2 separate regions of the Mus musculus genome follow, and region 1 is linked to region 2. The links are chromatin contacts, called in public promoter capture Hi-C maps. All regions are on one chromosome and are shown on one strand. Each heading gives the region's core, a stretch centred on a gene start, on an enhancer-like site or on the middle of the called end of the contact. The rest is flanking DNA. Distances are from core to core; before and after follow the strand shown.

What was found. Promoter capture Hi-C pulls out the DNA fragments that hold promoters and counts their contacts.
Region 1: a contact with region 2 is called in a promoter capture Hi-C map of hippocampal neurons, with 4 times the contacts expected there. The contact joins the enhancer-like site here to the promoter of Prkd1 in region 2. A contact is called at or near these places in 12 of 39 promoter capture datasets (the 3T3-L1 cell line, cranial neural crest, embryonic stem cells and 4 more), 1 of 15 datasets of contacts at CTCF or cohesin (the NIH/3T3 cell line), 6 of 484 Hi-C or Micro-C datasets (the HL-1 cell line, Sertoli cells, cortical neurons and 3 more), 6 of 115 datasets of contacts at active chromatin or transcription factors (a beta-TC-6 cell line, embryonic forebrain, embryonic stem cells and 2 more) and 1 of 9 other capture datasets (embryonic stem cells).

What each region holds. Positions count from the first base shown.
Region 1 is chr12:50,940,646-50,945,575 of GRCm38.p6, forward strand. No RefSeq gene overlaps it. Among named protein-coding and RNA genes, the nearest start is that of Gm34581, 38 kb to the right of the region's middle. Within about 2 kb of position 3,191, at least 42 of the 459 cell types and tissues checked have an H3K27ac peak or open chromatin away from gene starts, as enhancers often do. A contact at or near this core is called in cortical neurons, embryonic forebrain, frontal cortex and 2 more, where this site is marked.
Region 2 is chr12:50,646,564-50,651,683 of GRCm38.p6, forward strand. Prkd1 (protein kinase D1) reads right to left here and starts at 2,686. Exons shown (of 19, transcript NM_008858.4): 1 at 2,153-2,686. The coding sequence starts at 2,410.

The DNA.
Region 1 (4,930 bases), core at 1,941-4,440, 290 kb after region 2:
TCTAATTAATCGGCCCAGTCAGGCTGGATCTCAGGGATTCTTTGAGAGACTTGCTTCCCTCTCCTGAGGGCAGCTACGTGTGTACCTCTGCGTGTGTGTGTGTGTGTGTGTGTGTGTGTGTGTGTGTGTGCGCGCGCGCGCGCGCGCGCGCGCGAACCCCCAAGAGCTTATTTGCAGAGGCGCTTCTGTTACCTCTTGCAATTTGAGACTTAAGTGGTCCTTAATATTAAAGGAGGACTTTTGGAAGCTAGAAAGAAATGACCTAGTCACTGCCTTTTCTAGGTAGGCTGTGAACTTTGGTGTTCCAGCAGGGAGCTCAGACCTGTACCTGGCTCTCTCATCTCTCAGGATCAGATACTTCCCTTAATAATCATGGAGGCATTTCTATATTCTTAAGGCTCAGGTAAAGACTTAAAATTTGAATCATTCCTCTGGGTATATAATGCTAATATAGGAATGGAAATTTAACGTTTAATTTTTTTTCTCAAAACATAATTAGATTATTTTCTCCTTTTAGAAAAAAAAATCCAATTTTAGTAGGCTAGCACTTGTGTTAGTAATTGAAAAATAACACTTTTATAGTTTCCTACTCCTAAGTGATGAGCCTTCCTGTTTACTCTCTGTAATGATCTGTTGGAGTAGTAGTACAAAACTGGGTCAAAATTAGGCAACCCAATGAATTACTCTTTGCTATTCATTTTTTATGTCCCTTCCAGGAGGTAACCAGTTCTGAGGACCTTCCTGGAGATGAGGTTTTATTGGGGGAGGGTGGGGGTGAGCTATGCTTCTAGATACAGAAAGCAGGAGACTATCAAAGCCTCTGTTGAATACTTGTTTTCAAAAGCACTGGGTGTATGAAATTATTCTCACTGGATATCAAGTCAAAGGAAAACAGCCCCTTGTTGAATTTTGTCTTCACATCTGACTTACAGCACAGGCTGTGTGTTCAGTTTCTAGACTCTACCAAGCCTACCCCTGACATTTTCTCCTGTAGCACTATGATTCAGTTCGGATGGTGGTTGTCTATAACTGGCCCTTTGTGACCATGTCGCTAGAATGGGCAACCCTCTGAAAACAAGGCAACACAATCTCTTTATTGTCTTTGAATGATCAGTATATTACATCTCTGCTCCACAACCCATGCCCCGGTATCTATAGGTGAGCTTGATCTAGAATCTGCCACTGCAGAAGGCACACAGAACTTAGAGAGTTAGCAACCTGATGTGAGAAAACGAGAAGCACCCACTTCCAGGTGTGATGCTCTGTTGGGAACCTTGCTTCCATGGACAGAGGAGGCTACTGACACTTGAGGGCAAAGTGGGGACAACCTTGTGCAACGTGACTTGAGGAAAGTTCTGATTTGAAAACTTAAAGTCCTAGGGAATGACTAAAAAGTGGACCAAATGAAGCCAATAGATCAGGAAGAATGCTGTCTTCATTCAACAAATAAGAAAGATGTCTGCAAGATGGTGAGGCTTATGAGAAAGCAGGAAAGCAAACAAAAGACCTGAGAGTTATTTATGTAAAGTCAATAAACAAGATACTTTCCTTCACCAGAAAAAAAATTGTAATCCACATTTAGAAAAAAAAAAAAAAAAGAATGCTGTTTAAAAAGACCAGTTGTTTTATTTGTAAACAAGCAATTAAGCAAAAACAAACCAAGGAAGATTTTTTTTTCCTTTCTTAGCACTTTCTTATTCCAAAGTTAGTGGAGTGCTAGATTTCTAAACTTTATTTACTAAATAATCACACAGAGCTTGAATTCAAATGTTTTTAACCTAGATTTTTGAGACTTACATGTCGTCAGATACAAGTCAAGAACAGAATACAATATAGAGCATTTTCTTTACTGCATTAGTTTATTTATGGAGGGGGGTCTGTACGGCCATACATGTGTGGTAGTCAGAAACCAGGTTCAGGTCTTTGACCATATGAGTTCCAGGGATTGAGTTCCCGTCATCCAGGTTGACAGCGAGCACAGTTACACTCAGAGTCACCCCCTTGTTCAGAAATGTGCAGTTGCATAGCATCATGGGAAGAATTTAAAGCTCACATCCCCTTGGCATGCTCATAACAACCGTAAGCACATTACCAATTATTTGTCAACTTCAGTTCTTAGCCTGTAGAAAAAAAGCCAAAGCATAGAATTAGCGTGAGAACTAAGTAGTAGAAATGTCTGTGGACTCTATGACACCAGAGTGACGGCTTGGAACTCTCATTATTGTCTTTGTAGTAGAGGAGATGTTGCGTGGTATTTGAGTATTCATTTTGTTTTCCATTTTTATCTTTTTCATTTTTCAGTATTATGTGATTGGCAAATAATAAAAGACAAACATTTATTGAATAGGAGAATGAATAAAAATATTTTGCCTTGACCATTACCATTATAATAGGCTTTTGACTTTGAGTTGCTCAGTTACAGATGGTACATGGCTTTTTGAAATGTTTGAGCTTTCTGTCTTGGTAGCATATCAAATGGTCCACCCTTGCTGGATCAAGCTTAGTGTCTCAAGCAGCAGCTTGTTCTGATCAAAATAATGTATAGCCAACCTACAGACAAATACGGCAGCATGCATTGAGTCTAGCCCTATCTACTAGGATGTACGTAAGCTTAAGGAGCCTACTTTCCAAATATTCTAAATACCAGGTAAGAATGTGAAAGAGTACGACGTGCATCTCTTTAAGTAAAACAAACATAATATGCTCACACTTTCACCTTCCACAAAACATGAGCTTGGAATCACAGAGTGTGTTCTTCCTAGAATCACTGCATCCAGACGTCCAGACATCCCATTCCCCTCACTTCCCTAAGTTTTCACCTCTGTGTAGTGCACACAGACATATGGACAGATCAACAACAGCCCTGAAGGGAGCTGCAGCCACCCAGCATGTACATTTTGCAGTTCCTTCAACCTGTTTCCCATCCTGCCCATCCCCTACGCAAATCAGGTTTGAATGCCCAAGCTTGTCACCTGGTATACAAAAATGCAGTCTAACACTGTATTTATTAGCAAACCCTTTCCCTTATGTTTAATTTATTGTTACGGTTTTTAAATGTACAAACAGTTATACCAGTTTTATACACAAAACCACAGGTACCGTTTTGTATCTGTCAAAATTCCAGCAGCCTGTGGCGAGAGACAGTTGAATAGATGTCCTGTGCTGCCACCTAGTGCTTTGGTGAAGATGTGGCCGTGTTCACGCCTCGGGAAACCAGGAAACAAAGGCGCACATCGTATGGAATAGCTACTCAAGAGCATTAGCAAACAGATGCACGTATGATCCTTGGACCATATTCCCCGCAACCACGCAACCTAGCTTGTTTTCACACAATAGCCGCTTACATCCCTGCTCTTCGCTGGCAAAACTCCGGCCTTCTAGCCTGGGGGCACCTGGTTTAAATCCAAACTGACTGGGCAAGCAAACCCGCTCTCAGTTCTGAGCCTCTTTCTACAGCTCCCATCTGGCCAAGGTTTCCTTGGCAAGTCTCTTTCTCCTGGAGGGACAGTTTGATCTGAATGTCTGGCCTATTACTTCAATTTGGATAGAAGGTATAAAGGAGTCAGACAGCTTTAAAAAAAAATCATTATCTTTAAAATTGACTAAAACAGCAGCCATCTTCTTTGCAGCGTCCAAAAGTGAAGCTTCTGAATTCCTTTCAGCGCCCAGGGTTTGTATCACCGGTTAGACCCTAGGTCTGCCTCTGTGTTCCTCCCCTTATTGCTGCCCGAGTCCCCGAAACACCATTCTTCTCCTCAATTAATAAATTAGCATGTTGCACTTACACAAACAGTATTTTTAAAAGTGCTATATTAGGCACTGGTTAGTGGGTGGATAAAGGAAAAGAAAATAGCCTTTCAGTGTGTCTGTGGATCACCACCTCCTGTCTCTTAGCCTACACTATCCCTTTTCTCTTCAGACCTTCTAAAACCCTGGACCCACTGACCCTTTCACCGTATTGATTCTCTTTCTTTACCTATATGTATGACTCCTATTGTAAGAATATTAGTACTTCACTTAAACCTTTCGACACCCCTCCTTCCAGTAAATTTCTTTTTCCCTGTTTTATCCCAATGCAGTAAATTCACCAAGCCCATATGCTATTGTCTAAATGTGCAGATTAGAGCCAGTCTTTCTACTAGAGCCCAGGAACTGTGTGCCAGGGCTGGGTAGTGCTTCTTTGCCTGACTTCTGAAGGCTCTGACACTAGAAGTTCTCTAAGATCCAACCGTTCTGGCAGTCCGTGTCTCCAGTCATTCACCACTTAGCCTGTAAGGAACTTCACTCTGGTAAATCCTCTTTACCCTCCTGGAAATCATCACTTCGCCATGGCTCTTAACTGAATTTCTTACCACTTGTTTGTTTCTATTTGTCAAATGCTCCATTGTTTTCCATCCTTCGTGTTTTGCTTTTTTAACATGAACTTCATCTGCATTTGATTTTTATATGTTTAACTTTATAAATACTTTTACCTACCCATCCTTTGGACTATCCAGGCTTTGTGATGGTGGTGATTTTGACAGCAATGGCATGAGTGGTTCACAGGTTACCCCTTCTTCAACAACAAAGCCAAATCATCCATGTCTCCAGTGTTTTTCTAACCATTTTCCAACCCCATGACACATTCAGCAAAATGGTTGTTGGTTGTAGCCATATATGTTAGGGTAACAAACCCTGTGTTCGTGATTCTCACCTCTGAACTTCGCCCATGCCAGATCTGTCCATGGCTATCAGAAGCACCAGGACACTGAGATTTCAATGATGCTGAGCTACATGGACTCATTAGGTTTATATGTATATAACCCTCCTCCAATCTTTTTCTACATATTCAGCCAGTAGAAAATATGTTTAAGTCCTGATTGCTTTATACCAGGATTGTAAAGTTCCTTTGGCTTCTAATTCAACTCTTATACCCATTCATATATAAAAA
Region 2 (5,120 bases), core at 1,436-3,935:
GACTTATAATATTTGCTAAAATTCACATTTCAAAATAACTCAACTTGCCATACCCATAAAAACAAAAGGATATGGCTGTCCCAGGAAAACTTTTCAAACTTTTCTTTTGGTGAAGAACTGCATAATAAGCAGGATACATACAGGATTCCCTTAGAACACACAGTGGGGCTGGCTCCCTGCTCTCCAGCCTTCCTCCAGCTCCTCCCCTCATCCCCACCCCCAGATCTTGGCTCAGGTCTACACAGCACAACACTTGACTGCATTCCAGTTTTCTTTCTGCCATTACATTTTGGCCATTCTAAAACACCCTCCACAAAGCTAATGTGGATCTCAGATACGTGCGGTATGGATATCTCTCTTTTGAGAAGATTACCGAGTTTTCGGTTTTTTTGTTTTTTTACAATGTAAGTTCCTAATCATCTCAAGACTTTTTTTCCTAAGTGAACCTTCTGTGTATCTACTACTGAGGCTGTCCCAGCCTGCTTTGCCCTGCATGTCCTCTTGCTTGCACTTCTCCTGGGTACTGATAACACTCCCAGGCAGCAACCCAGAGTCAACTGTAAAATTCACTGTATCCAAACCCCAACCCAAACCTCTTGAATCATATTCCCCACTCAAAACCTCAAGGACAGACCAGAAACACAGAAACACACAGAGTTTAAGCAGGTCAAAACAAAGTTTGTATTAACTTAGCCCTTTTGGGATATTCTAACACTACACCATCTTCTTTAGAACTTACAGTTAGATTGTTGTTATAGTACCGAAGGGACTTTCTGAATAATTTCATTACATGTGTTGTGTATGCCTGTGTGGCAGTGCTTTTTAATTAATTAATCCATATCATAACAGAAATATTTGAAGGCTATACAGTGAGGCAGTCAGAGCCTAGAATACTTGCATAATTCACCATCCTGGGGGAGGGGGCGGCTGGATTCAGTACTTCAAGGGAACTACAAAGAGTTCAATTATATAACGAAAAAATATCACTCCCTTTAATTAACAAAACTTCAAGGCACTCACTGTTACTTGAGTCTGACCTCTAGAATTTTCACTTCCTGCATTAGTGGGTGCTTCCCCAGAGCAACTCCCTAGACCTCTGTACTCAGCACCACTATTTACACCGCTCAAAAAGCGTAAGACACGTTGTTCCAAACAGTTTAAGAAAATCCGCTCTTGACTGTTCATTAAAGGGTGAGAACTAGCCAGTCAGCCCTCCAGAGTTGAAAGTCAGCACCTTTAGCTAACTCCTCTATCTCTCTCTCCTCCCCCAGAACCCTGGCAGTCCATACTGTGAAGGAGTGGCACCAAGGGCCCTTCCCCCTTACATGAAGCATCCTTCTGGATGGCTGTGGAGATAACCTAACTTCAAAAGTGCACTGGAAACAATGATGGGTGGCCTAGCCCAGCTTTATGGGCCTCTCCCCAGCCAGTCTTTGATGACCACTATCCAAAGTCCCATAGCCTCAAACTTAAGAGCAAAGCCAGCACTGGATGTTCTTGGAACCACAGACCTTCTCACTACTCCAGTCTCCCAAGATCAGTGCATGGAAATTTAAGCCAAAAAACGCTGTAAATTTCAGGTTTTATTGTTGGAAAATGTTTCTAAGCTCGCACAGTGGTAGTACTAAATCCAGGGCGGACTTGGGTAGTGGTACCAACTCCTCGGTTGTTTTCACAGCTGGCTTAATCAATCACCCTTTCTTAAAAGCACTATTGGCAGGTGAGAAATTCCTGGCGTCCAGGTCACACCCGGAACTCCTCAGCATCAATTAGAGCTGAAAGAGGATGTAGTGGAAGGGAGTGGGGCTGAAAAAGCTCTGGGCTGTCCCAAGGGATCTCTGGCGCTGGAAAGCGGATCTGGTACCAGGTAGGCTCTGGTCCAGGGAAAAAGAGTCAGGACAGCCAGGAAACCTCAAGAATACGCCGGAGCGCGAGGAGAAAAGTGCAAGATTCCTTGAACTGTCATCGCAAGAAGGGAGGTAAAGGAGGTGAGAAGGCAGGCGTGCCAGAGAAGGAGCAGGAGGTCAGCCCCCAGGAAGACTGCGCGGCAGGCAGAGCAGTGCCTGGGGCTAGGGCATGCAGTCCGGCCACAGCCAGGCTGTACGGCGCAGGCGAGGTCGGCTGCAAAGTTGGTGGACCCGGGGCACCTTACCTTCTGGTCCACGATGGAACAAGCCATCTCCCGGACATGCGCCAGGCTGTAGTCGCCAGAGGAGTCCTGCAGGAGCAGCACCGGCTCGCGGCTCAGGCCGATCTGCAGATGGAACGAGATGCCCCCCGCCGGGGCGGCCCCAGGCGCCGGGAAGGGCGCGGGCCCGGAGCCTGGGACCAGCGCAGCGGCGGCAGCAGCCACGGCGGCCGCGGCGGGCAGGAGCGGGCTAGGCGGTCGCAGCAGCGGAGGGACGCTCATCGCGCCAGTGAGCCCCAAAGTTTGGCGGACGTGGGGCGCGGCGCCGCTGCCTGCGGCGGCGGAGAAGAACCACCAAACTTTCCGGGAAAGTCCGCGCGCGGGGACAGGGCGCGCGACCGGAGCTGGTGAGGGCGGGAGCCGCGAAGATGGCCGAGCGGAGCCGGGGCCGGCGGGCGGGCAGGCGAGCAGGCGGGCGCGCGGCAGCGCGGGGGAGGCGCCCAGCTACTGCGGCCGCGGCGCGCTCCGCTCCGGGGACCACGGCGGGTCCGCGCGACCGGCGCCGGCGGGGCGGGGCGGGGCGAGGGCGGCGCCGCGGAGCCGACGAGGGGAACCGGAGCCCGACGGGGAGCCGCCCCCTGCGCGCAGCAGCCGCCCCAGCCCACTCGGCGGACTCTAAAGCCGCGGACCCGCCCATTCAGGGCAGTCCTGACCACCCCCTTCCAAGCGCCCGCACAGGAGTGGACCGGGAAACGCCAGCCTGGTAGAGCCCACCTAACGGGGGACTCCCTCTGGGAGCCCTCGAGTTTGTTAAAGGGCCAGTCAGCTGACCTCTTTAAAACCGTGTCTCTCTTGTAATAGCGGAGTCTGTATCCTTTCCATCAACCCCACCTGCTCCACCCACCGCCTTCTTAAGGGTCTAAATAGGGTTCTTGCTTTCTACTTTGTTTTGTGTTTGGAACTTCTGTGTTTCAGCCTCTTCAAAACTGTCAACCTTAACCTGGCTTTCTAGGAGCAATTCCAGCCCCACACCCACAGCACTAATTTTGATCTGATTATACTGGTGGCTGGGCAAAAAGAGGTGCTTCAGAGACAGTAGAGCCTGACTATATTTCTGTCCTTTCTATCGGGATGGGTTCTTTGCATCTGTAGATGTACAGGGACCCTATTTGGTTTAACAGGCTGCAATGATTGTTATCAGAGGCCTTCTGATAATTCTTAGTAAATTCTGAACAGGCTCCATCTTGGCAGCGCTTCTTCTCACTTTAGTTTCCCCAATGTGTCCTCTTACATGCACAAGCACACAAACCATTTTTGCATATTTTCGTTTGCAGTGTGTTAATTTTGTTTTGTTTTGGTTGGTTTGCTTGTTTGTCTGTTTTTGATTAATGGTTCTCTTCTGGACCAGAACATTGAGATGTGGTTTTCTACAGAGTTGTGTTGTATGTCAGTAATGGAATCTTGAAATTCCCACCTACATATAGTCAATTCACTATTCTAGAAAACTCTCTAAATTAATGGTACAAACGACTATTTGAGTAGACTGGATAGGGGTGTCGTTCCTAAGTTTACAGACTGCTTTAAAGGAACTAGTTTTACCTAAGCCATCTGTGCTTTCTAGCTATCATAGCTCTGAACACAGGACTTCTGTCCCAGAGTCTGCGGGCACTAGCTATCCACTTATGAAGTCAGACTATGTTCTTGCCATAACTGATTACATTGAAAATATAAAAGTAAGACAGTAAATGAAGTTAGTTCTGACAGCAACAATTGCCATAAATAACAGTAACACAGTGGTTAACAGCAGTAACCATGATCAAGAACATGAGGCTCAACACTTTGACCAGTGAAGAAAACAAATCTTTCCTGGGGTGTTTCCATTTGAGCCAAGGACTGGTTGATGGGAAGGACTGGTCTTAAGACAAGCTTAGGTAATGGTCTTCAAGTCATATAGCATGCAAAAGACCCCAAGAGAGGGCTTACTGCACTTGCTTAAGGCACAGAAGAAATGAGGCTGGAGGGCAAATAGGAACCAGTTCTTCAAAGCTGTGCTAAATTGTTTGTGGTTTATTCTCAATGCACCACTGAACCACTGGGAGGATTTCAACAAGCCAGTAGATGTGATTAACATGTTTTGAAGGAACATTCTTTGACTGTTATGCAGGAAGCAAATCGCAAGCGAAAGGAATAAAAGCAGGGGCAGTAGGTTAGGGACCCTAGCTGTTGCCCCTCCCTCTACAGGATCATCATGATGGTAGTGGAGGTGCTGAGAAACAAGAGGCTAGAGTTCTTAATGTGGAGGCAGGATGGAGACCCTGCTGTTTACGCAGATTCTCCAATGGTAGGGAAATAGAAGTGTCACCAAGGACTCTATGGTTTTTTGAGAAATGTGTGTGATTCTCTGCTGCTAATAATTGAGACAGAAAACAGAAAAGAAGCAGGTTGGGGAGAAGGACGATTCATTCTCTAAGCATTTCGTTTGAAATGACACTAAACAGTCAAATGGTAATAACCAGAACAGGAATTATGAGCCCCATATTCAAGGAACAGAAGTGGGTCAAGACTACATTGGAGGTCAATTCAAAGCTAGACAAGGTTTCTCAGAACAACTTCACATACTCATCAATTTTATGAGAGAGAGAGAGAGAAAAACACGGGTGAACCACTTTGGAAGAAAAATCTGTGAATAACTCCTTATGCTGTATCCATGATGTGAAAGATTCTTGTAGGGTGCTGGAAATAGTTGAAAAGGAAGCAAAAGACAGAAACAGACCAAGAAATTGAAATTATTTTAAAGAACCTAAGCCATTACTAGATGAAGAAAAAAAAAAAGGAAGCAACACAAAGACACAACAAAACTTAAAGCAGCTTGAACTCTATAGCCAGCAGAACCTCACACACACACACTCTCTCTCTCTCTCTCTCTCTCTCTCTCTCTCTCTCTCACACACACCCTCTCACACACATACACACACACACTCACACACACACT